2 separate regions of the Rattus norvegicus genome follow, and region 1 is linked to region 2. The links are chromatin contacts, called in public HiChIP or PLAC-seq maps. All regions are on one chromosome and are shown on one strand. Each heading gives the region's core, a stretch centred on a gene start, on an enhancer-like site or on the middle of the called end of the contact. The rest is flanking DNA. Distances are from core to core; before and after follow the strand shown.

Evidence for each region. HiChIP or PLAC-seq counts read pairs in DNA pulled down with a chosen protein or histone mark.
Region 1: a contact with region 2 is called in an H3K27ac HiChIP or PLAC-seq map of oligodendrocytes, with 5 times the contacts expected there. The contact joins the promoter of Smug1 here to the promoter of Cistr in region 2. A contact is called at or near these places in 2 of 12 Hi-C or Micro-C datasets (the A7r5 cell line and Schwann cells) and 1 of 1 datasets of contacts at active chromatin or transcription factors (oligodendrocytes).

What each region holds. Positions count from the first base shown.
Region 1 is chr7:136,168,445-136,172,672 of GRCr8, forward strand. Smug1 (single-strand-selective monofunctional uracil-DNA glycosylase 1) reads right to left here and starts at 2,214. Exons shown (of 3, transcript NM_177934.3): 1 at 2,034-2,214; 2 at 1,605-1,900; 3 at 89-640. The coding sequence starts at 1,889. The coding sequence ends at 89.
Region 2 is chr7:135,748,710-135,753,332 of GRCr8, forward strand. Cistr (chondrogenesis-associated transcript) reads right to left here and starts at 1,810. Exons shown (of 1, transcript NR_104335.1): 1 at 1,309-1,810.

The DNA.
Region 1 (4,228 bases), core at 964-3,463, 420 kb after region 2:
CCATTAGAGGATGGCCCAGTAAGCTGAATGCAGCATGGAGCCCAGCAAGACCTGTGCAGTCATCAGCTGTGCAACACTGACTGGGTCTCTATGGTGTAGGCCTGACTGAACCCTCATCCGTTAGCAGAGGCAGCAGCCCCAACTCTTGGAGTCTTTCCCTGGCTGCTGTTTCCCAGCCTTTGTTGGCCTGCGGGCTTCGAGGAGATGGATGCAGGAGCCCCTCCACCTGCACCTCCGGGGTCAGCCCTGCTAGAGCTCTTCGAGCTCTCTGCTCTGCCAGCCGCCCCACTCCCACTACCAGCCGCACCCCTAGCAGCTGCACCTGCCGGCAGAGGGCGGCGTCGCAGATCGACAGTAGCTGCTCCCGGTGCTTGGCGGGCAGATCAGCCGGGGTAAGGTTTCGCCCGCTGGGAGCCAAGAAGAGTAGAGGACACAGATTGTGGACAAAGCAGTGCCGGAAGAAGACTTGAGGCTGTCCGCAGAGGGTCCGAAAAAAGCCCCAGAATCGGGCTCCGCTCACCTCTGACTGCGGGCACTCCAGTCCCAACACTGGTCGCTTAGGGTGCTCTTGGGGAGGGGACAGCACAGAGCCCCCAATGCCCAACCAGTCCCGGACCACATTCACTTCCCCAAAAGGTACCTGTGGGAGAAGGAGAGAGACACAAGGCGCTTCAGGCTGGAGACCTGAGCCTTTCTACCTACCTTTCCACCTACCATGACGATCTCAACTGCCCCCACAGTCAACCGACGATCTGTTAAGGACTCTCCGCCCTGTGGTTTGCCTCTGTCCATTTCCCTCCAGTTTTTCCCACCATGGACCATGACCAGCAGAAATTGTGCCTCCACTTTCTCCAGGCACAGGGGTCAAACACTGGCAGGAACGACACTGGGGCATTTGGCCCTACAGAGGGAGTGATGATTCTAATACTGGTGGACAGACAGAACGCTAGGGTAAAAGGAGATGGGACAGGCTGGCCACTGATCTCTGGGTACCCTCCCTGCCCCAGGCATCAGGCTGTCATTTCCATCGACCACCATTGATCACCTTTCATCACTCAGTTGGGGTCAATAAAAGCGATTGAGCCTCCTGCCCTGAGGCTTCTTTGCCTCCCCCATCTGCAACGAACCCCAGCTGAACAGCAGTCATTCATCCGGATCCCTCAGGGAGAGCAGGCAGCCCTAAGCCCGCCTCGCTCTAAACCTTTTGGAGACCCGGGGACTTGCCAGAAGAGTGCCCTGCAGTTCCTGTACACCCATCTCACCCCCCCACCCCCAGCCAGTCTTTCTCGGCTCCCAGGAGTCCCAGCCCTTCTCCTGACGCCAGCCACACTCAAGGGACAAGGGAGATCCGGCAAGGTAAGGCACAGGGCAGGAGGACGGAAGGAAGGGCTCTCAGAGGCAATTAGTGGAAAGCTCACAGGGGAAATGGAACTACTGTTAATGTGCTTGGTTAACTATGAGGGGAGAAGTGCTTGAGACCACAGGAGCCAGTGTGCGTCCTGTAGGGGATGGGGCAGGGGGACCCACCCGTGTCCCAGCCAATTACATACTCCTCCTCTACAGCACACCCAGGCACACATCCACACAGGAAGCCAGGCCTTTACCCCAGTTTGGGCCATGCCAAAAGGTCCTGGATTCATGCCCAGGAACAGCACTTCCTTGGGGCCTTGGCAGTAGCGAGTCACGTAGTTCCGGTGTGGCTCCCAAGCATAATCCACTGGGTTGTAGATGACACCCACAGGCTCTGGAAACTGCAGCTGGCTCAGCTCAGCATTGAGCCGAAGCTCTTCCTCCAGGAAGCCCTCAGCTAAGCTTCGAGCGCAAGGCTCCATCAGGGCACTGGCAGGCTCATGGGCAGGCCCCGGTGGGAAAGTCTGGGACACAGCCATGCCGTTGTGACCTGGAAAAGAAGTGGGGAGCATTTCCTTTAACCCCAAAAGAACGTTAGGATCTGTACTTGCTGGGAGCTCCTACTGCCATTTCCTGGGCTCGGAAGACACCCCAGGAAACCCTGTCAGTCACCACAAGCTCACCTGGTATGGAATGATGTTTTTGCTTCCCAACTCCAGAGTCCTCCCTCTTTCTGATACACCAAGCATCCTACCTTAGCTACTGGTCTTGTGGCTACAACGCAACCCGTAAAGGCAGGAGAAGGAAGGGTTTATCTCAGCTCTCAGAGAGTACAGTTCATCATGGTGGGTCATGGCTGCAAGAAAGCAAAACACATTGCAGCCCTAGTCAAAACTCAGAGTGATGGATGCCTATGTCCAACTAGATCTCTCTCTCTGAACAACCTCCCCTTGGTTCTATTAGACCGGTTCTCACTATGCAACCTTGGATGGCCTGGAGTTCGATATGCTGGCCAGGCTAGACTTGAACTCATGTCTCTACCTGGTATTAACGGTGCATGTTATCACCCCTGGCTAGAGTTCTTCTCTTTGTGCTGTGCTGGCTAGTTTTTATGGCAACAAGCTAAAGCCATGTTGGAAGATGGATCCTCAGTTGAGAGAACGCCCCCACCAGACTGGCCTATGGTGCATTTTCCTTGATTGATGATTATCATGGGAGAGCTCCCTGTGGGCAGGGCCAGCCCTGAGCTGCTGAGCCTGCTTGCTCTAAGACAGCACCTGAGCAAGCCATGGGAGCTAACCTGTAAGCAGCACTTCTCTACAGCTTCTGCTTCAGCTCCTGCTTCTATGCTCCTGTCCTGACTTCCTCGATAATGGACTGCGAGGTGGAACGGCAAGCTAAAACAAACTCCTTCCTCCCTTAGTTGCTTTTGGTCATGGTGTTATCGCAGCAAGAGAAACCCTACCACAGTCCAGGACCCCACCTCACGGGCGGTGCCACACACATTTAGTTCACGTTTTCTCATCTCGATTAACCTAATTTAGAAACTCTCTCACAGACATGCCCAGAGATCCATCTTCAAAATGATCCCAGATCTGTGGAGTTGGCACGGATATTAGCCACAGCAGTAACCCCATCCCAAACTTTCCATCAGGTGAGGCCAGAGCCACTGTTTCCTAGGCCACGCTGAACTCACAGAACCTTTTCTGTCTTCGTTCTTTCTCTGCCCTCTCTCCGTTTTTCCCCTTCAGTACTAAGAGTTAAACCTGGGTTTTCGACCATGCTAGGCAACTGCTCCACAGTCCTAACCCTTTCCACATTTTGATGGGTTGGGGGGTGGGGTGCACAGGGAGTGTCTCACTAAGTTCCTCAGGCCAGTCTTGAATTTACTCTGGAGACTGGCCCTGAACTTGTGATCCTGTTGCCACAGCCTCTGAAATAAATGGAATCACAACCTACGTAAGCAGGCGTGTTTGCTTAACATAATTTCTTTCCTCTCTCATTTGTGTTTGTGTGTGGGGGAGGGGGTACAACTCTTTTAAAAAAAAATTGTGCCAGACATCATGATGATACCTTTAATCCCAGCACTTTCAGAGGCAGTTGGATCCCTGAGTTCCAAGGCCAGCCCGGTCTAGAGTGAGTTCCAGTATAGCCAGAGCTACACAGAGAGACCCTGTCTCAAAAAAAACACAACCCCGACAAAAAAAGATTTATATTTATTTATGTGTGTGCGTGTACCTGTGCATGTGTGTACAATAAATATCTGTGGTGATCAAGGAGGCCAGAGAAGGCACTGGATCCCCTGGAGCTACAGTTACAGAAAGTTGTTGAGCTTAGGGTGGGTGCTGGGAACTCAACTCGGGTTCTCTGCAAGAGCAGTACACACTCTTAACCACTAAGTCAGATCTCTAGCCCCTTCTCTTAGTTATAGGGTCACAGGCAACCCAGAATGGTCTCGAGCTTGGTAGAAAGCTGATAGGGTTGGTCATGGACGCCTGATCTTCCTGCCTCCACTTCTAAAGAGCTGGGATTACAGTCTACAGCAGGCCAGACTACACTATCAGGACACATCTACTGTTATCCCTTCTCTCCAATGTCATCCTTAATAAAAACCAGTCCAGCCAGGATGAGCGTGTCCTGGAAACACCGTGCTGACAAATGGGATGCAGGTGCACAGCCACAGCCCAGAGACTCGGGAAGGCTAATTACAGCAGCTTCCAGGTGGCAAGCAATTGCTCTACGCCAGGTACACCTCATTGATCTTCATAACAACCCCATGAGGTGGGTATTATTGCTCCCATGTTACAAGCCAGGGGACTGAGGCTTAACAAGATCAAGCAAGTTGCCTAGGGTCCTGCAGTTAGCAAGTAATGAAGCT
Region 2 (4,623 bases), core at 560-3,059:
GACCTTGCGTTTCTTTTTTGTTCAGAGAGCCCATCTATTCTGGTTCATGCTATCTCATTCTAAGTAGCACTTTCAGCTGCTGCGGTCGCTGGGTCATTCCTGGCAATTCCTCTTTGGGGACTGCCTTAAAGCCTGCAGCGCAGCTCCGAGCAGTCTCTCACCAGAGGCAAATTTGTATCCTTTAGGGGTGGATCTAAATTCTGAAAACAGTCAAGTGTTGTTAGGAACCATGACTGGAGAATAAGGTGAAGGCCTAGCCAGGGAATAATATTTCTAGTTAAGTACAAGGTGAATGTGGAAAGATGCCGTGTGTGTGTGTGTGTGTGTGTGTGTGTGTGTGTGTGTTGCCCCCTCCTCCCATGTAGCTCTGAGAAGCCATTTTAAGAACCTTGCATGATGTGATAGGAGACCTTGCAGCTGCCGCTGGAGATTCCAGTCTTCTGCCTGTTAAAAATAGAGCTCCCAAATCCCAGTATGGCATCAGATGGTCAAGACCTGCCCGGTCCTGATCCTCCCCGACCCCCACCAATGGTGGCTCATAACCCCATCCGTGTTGGTGTAGAGCATACTCGAATGCAAGTAACCTAGGGACACCCTAGATATATCAGAGTGAGAAGGTTAGACTGGGGTAAATGTATAAGGAGGGCTAGTGAATTCACGTAGGAAAGCTGCCTGGAAGAGGGGAGTTAGGAATGGGGGGATGTGGAGGAAGAAACCCAGTAATGGATGAAACAGAGGGAAGAGAAGTAGCTCTCTGGCAGTTCTGAGGAGGGTGGACAAATTGTGAGCGTAGCGAACAGCTTTTTTTTTTTTTTTGGTTTGTTTGTTTGTTTTTTGGCTAGGTACAAGGAACCGGAAGGGAGGCAGGTTCAAGAGACAGGCTGGGTGATCCCATTTCTAAGAGGAACTGGGGCCTACTGGAGGGCACACTGACATGTGTTAGATGGCACAATTTTCTAGATAGATGTGCAGTGTGTGTGCGTGTGCATGTGTGTGTGCGTGTGTGTGAAGGGGCATGTATATCCAAGTAGCTTTGTGCCGTGTGGCTTTATGCCCCAGGCTCTTGTCTTTCCATCTGTGTGCGACTGGCATTAAGCTATGTCTGAGCGTGTTTGTTCATTTGTGTATTTCCACGTGGTCGTGTGTGAGCAATATTTCCATTGCTTTCTGGGTGTTTCATTTGGCTACATGCGGCGGAAGGCACCGTGAGAAGTGAATGCGCGAGCTATGTGTGCCCGAGTGCGCTTGCTGGTGTCTGCAGGAGCAGCGGGGCTGGAATGGAGCCTTGTCTCTCTCACTCCACTGGCTCCATCTGCCCTCTCCGAGGTCGTGACAAGGAGGCAAACAGCAAAACTGGCAAACAGCTACAGCTAGGGAGTCCAGAAGTATTGCAAGTCCGGCCCAGACTATCCCTGCTGGGGAGAAATAGCTGGAGGGAGACTGACAAGACGATCGCGCGCACAGATGCTGCGTGGACGCGCTTCCCCGAGCAGGTGCGCTCATGCGTATAGGCCATCAATAGCGTCAGGGCCTCGGGCACACCGGGCCCGACTCTGGCTGTTGGCCTTCATTCCCTTTGCTCTGACCAGATCTCTAACGCCTCCAAATGCCTGTCCCGGTTTTTGGGACTCTGTGGCTGGGGAAGCACACTTCGACTTCGGAGCCAATCGCGCGGAATGTCTGCAGGCTCCTGGGGCGGTGGAAGAGATGCATGCGGGGGCGTCCTCGCCCTCGCTCCCTCCCCAGCTCCGCCGCCTCCTACCCACCCCCTTCCGGCCCGCGGCAGTTTCCGAAATCGCCCGGCGGCCGCGAATTCATTAGCGGGGGGCGGATGTAAACGCAGCGCGGTGGAACGTTTTAATTAGGCCTGAACAATAAACAAGCTAAACGAGGCGCACAGGGCTCCCTGGCGGGCCCTCAGCCTCCTCCGCGCCGCGCGGACTCATTACGGCTGCAGCCAATTTCATGCCAGCGCCGGGCGCGCGCGGCCTGGACCGGGGAGGGCGCGCGGGGGCGGCTGAGACACTCTGCCCGGGGCTGCGCGCTGGTCGGTTGCGGGCTTCTCAGGGCCGCCGCTCCCTCTACCCAGCCTGGCTCCGTGTCCTTGAGCTGAAGGTCTCCGCCCGCACCTGCCTGCTCTTTTAGGGTCTGCCCTGCTCTGCGTGCCGCCCTCGTTCCACAGCTCGGCGGAGGGTTCCGCTCTTGCTCTCCCCCGCCTCGAACCCACATTCTTGTCTGCCGCAGTCTCCCCATCTCTAAGGATATTTCCTCCCCGCGGGATCCTTTTCATACATTGGCGAGGACCGTCGGGCTTAGCTACCCGCCTCAGTGTTGGTGGATCCTGTGGCCTGGTGCCTCGGTCTCGTTCCGGGTATCCGCCATTTCTCTGCTCGCTAATGCAGCAGCCTGCCAGCCTCCTGCCCACCCTCCGTCTCCTGCTAGGGTTCCTCCCGAGGCCGTTAGACCTAAAGGTTTAGGTGCAGCCGGAGGTTTTGTCCTTAGTCATTAACAGGGCTTCTGGACTCAAGAACCTGCAGAGTAGGTTAGCGTTCTTCCTCCTCCCCACCTTTTAGCTAAGCTGCAGGCATGTTTTGCAGGTGCGTTGTCTTGGTCAAGATTCCCATGCCTGGCTGTTGATGGCCTCAGGTCTTGCCTTGTCCTTCACCATGTGGCCTCTTACCTTTGCCTTGCTACCCTGTGAAGGTTGGGAAGTAATTTTAGTGCTTTGTGAGACAGTTTTGAGAAATAGCGCTGGGATGATAAAGGTAGCGACCTTGGTACCTGGTATTCACTCAATCAATATTAGCCCTCCTTAGTCTCCGTGTTCTTCCTCAGTCTGCTCTTGTTTCCCTGAAGGGACTGACAGACTCAGATGTAATAGGCCTCGAGGGGATTTCACGTGAGCAACTGAACACCTGCACAAAGCTCTGATTGGACTGACAGAACAAAGGACAATGCAGATCAGTACACAGGACAGAGCAAATTAAAACCCGGAGGCCAATGAGGAGCTGTGGCACAGACCTTTAATCCCAGCACTTTGTAGGCAGAGGCATGCAGCACTCTGTGGTTTCTAGGGAGTCACATAGAGGCTAGTCAAAGGTACAAAGATACCCTGTCTCAAAACAAGTAAAAACAAATAAACAAACAAACAAAAAACAAAGAGCCAAACAAAACAACAACAAAACAAAACAAAAACTCCAGCTACCACAGGGCATGACCCAATCTAGTCTGCCTAGCCTGAGATGGTGGCGCTATGCACTCTTGGAGGTGGCAGTGGGTTGCTAAGATTTTTACACCCTGTAAGGGACATATTTCTTAAAACTTCGTACCCTCAAGCCTCTCGTGCAGCCTTGAACTGGAGATATTTCTCTGTGACTAGCTGTCTCCCTGCCATTTAAACACTGCAGGGCAATGATGGGCCCTAAATTATCTTCCTGACTGTGACCCTTTACCCTAGTGCCTTTTCCTTTCTAAGGGGCAGGATCTGAGCCCACAGCTACCTATCTCAGTGTACCACCCACCGTGGACTCCGTGGACTCCAAGCGGAGATGCAGAGAGGCAGAGATCTGGGGCTTCCTCAGCAAAGGTTAATCAGTTTGTTTGGAGCAATTGGATAGAGCATTGTATCTTGGTGTTGGGGAAACTGAGAATGACCAGGTAGGGAAGATGTTGGAAGCCATGTGATAAGTATAGGTGACTTCCTCTTGGAAAGGATCGTGGTGCTCATGTATTGGACAGGGAGCAGAGCAGTTTAACTCTCAGTAAAGTAAATCTTGTTGGGTAAGCATAGGCCAGTGGGAAACTCAGAAGCAGAAATGAGGAAGGAATGGAGAGTGGCAAGTATGGTGTAAAAGCGGGGGTTGGGGGTTGGGGGTTGGGGGTTGGGGGGGATGGGCATGCTTGAGAGGTCATGCTTGCACACCAAGGTAGAATGTCTCCACTGGAAGGGCTGTGGGATAGGGCGACAGTGGTGGCGGGCCTATGAGGCAACACCATAAGATGTCCCAATGTTGAAGTTCCACAGTGACCCTGGGCAGGATGGGCAAGATGCTAGGAAGCCAGGCTGACATCCCTGGCCGCGATATGTCCTCAGTGCAAGGATGGATGAGTCTGGATTTCATGGGTTAGTGAACCATGGCTGGGTGCAGACAGCCTTTCAGGCTGTGGAATGTGAGGAAGAGGATCTGGGGTCAGGAGACAGAAACAAGGAGAGGCAGAGAGAAATGGGAATGGGGAAAGGTTATAGGAAGACCCAAGGTTTTGAGGCCTGTTTGACTATCTACTCTTTCTGTGGATGGGATTAAACATTTTCTTTCATTTTAATTTTTCTGAAACAGGGTCTCATGCAGCTCATACTGGTGTCACAGTCAGTATGTAGTTGAGGATAAGCTTGATCATTTGGCCCTCCTGTTTCCATCTGCACCTCCTAAGAGGAAAGGGAGGATATGTTTGGTGGGGGTGCGGTAAGGTGTGGGGGAAGTGGATGCCTCTGCAGGTCCATGCTGAGGCATCCCTTCCTTCTGAGGGACTAGCCGCACGATGATGGTACAGTATAGAATAGAGTTTATTCAGGGCATGGGGAGGGGAGTTGAGAGAAAGGCAGACAGAGAGAGGGGTGGGGAG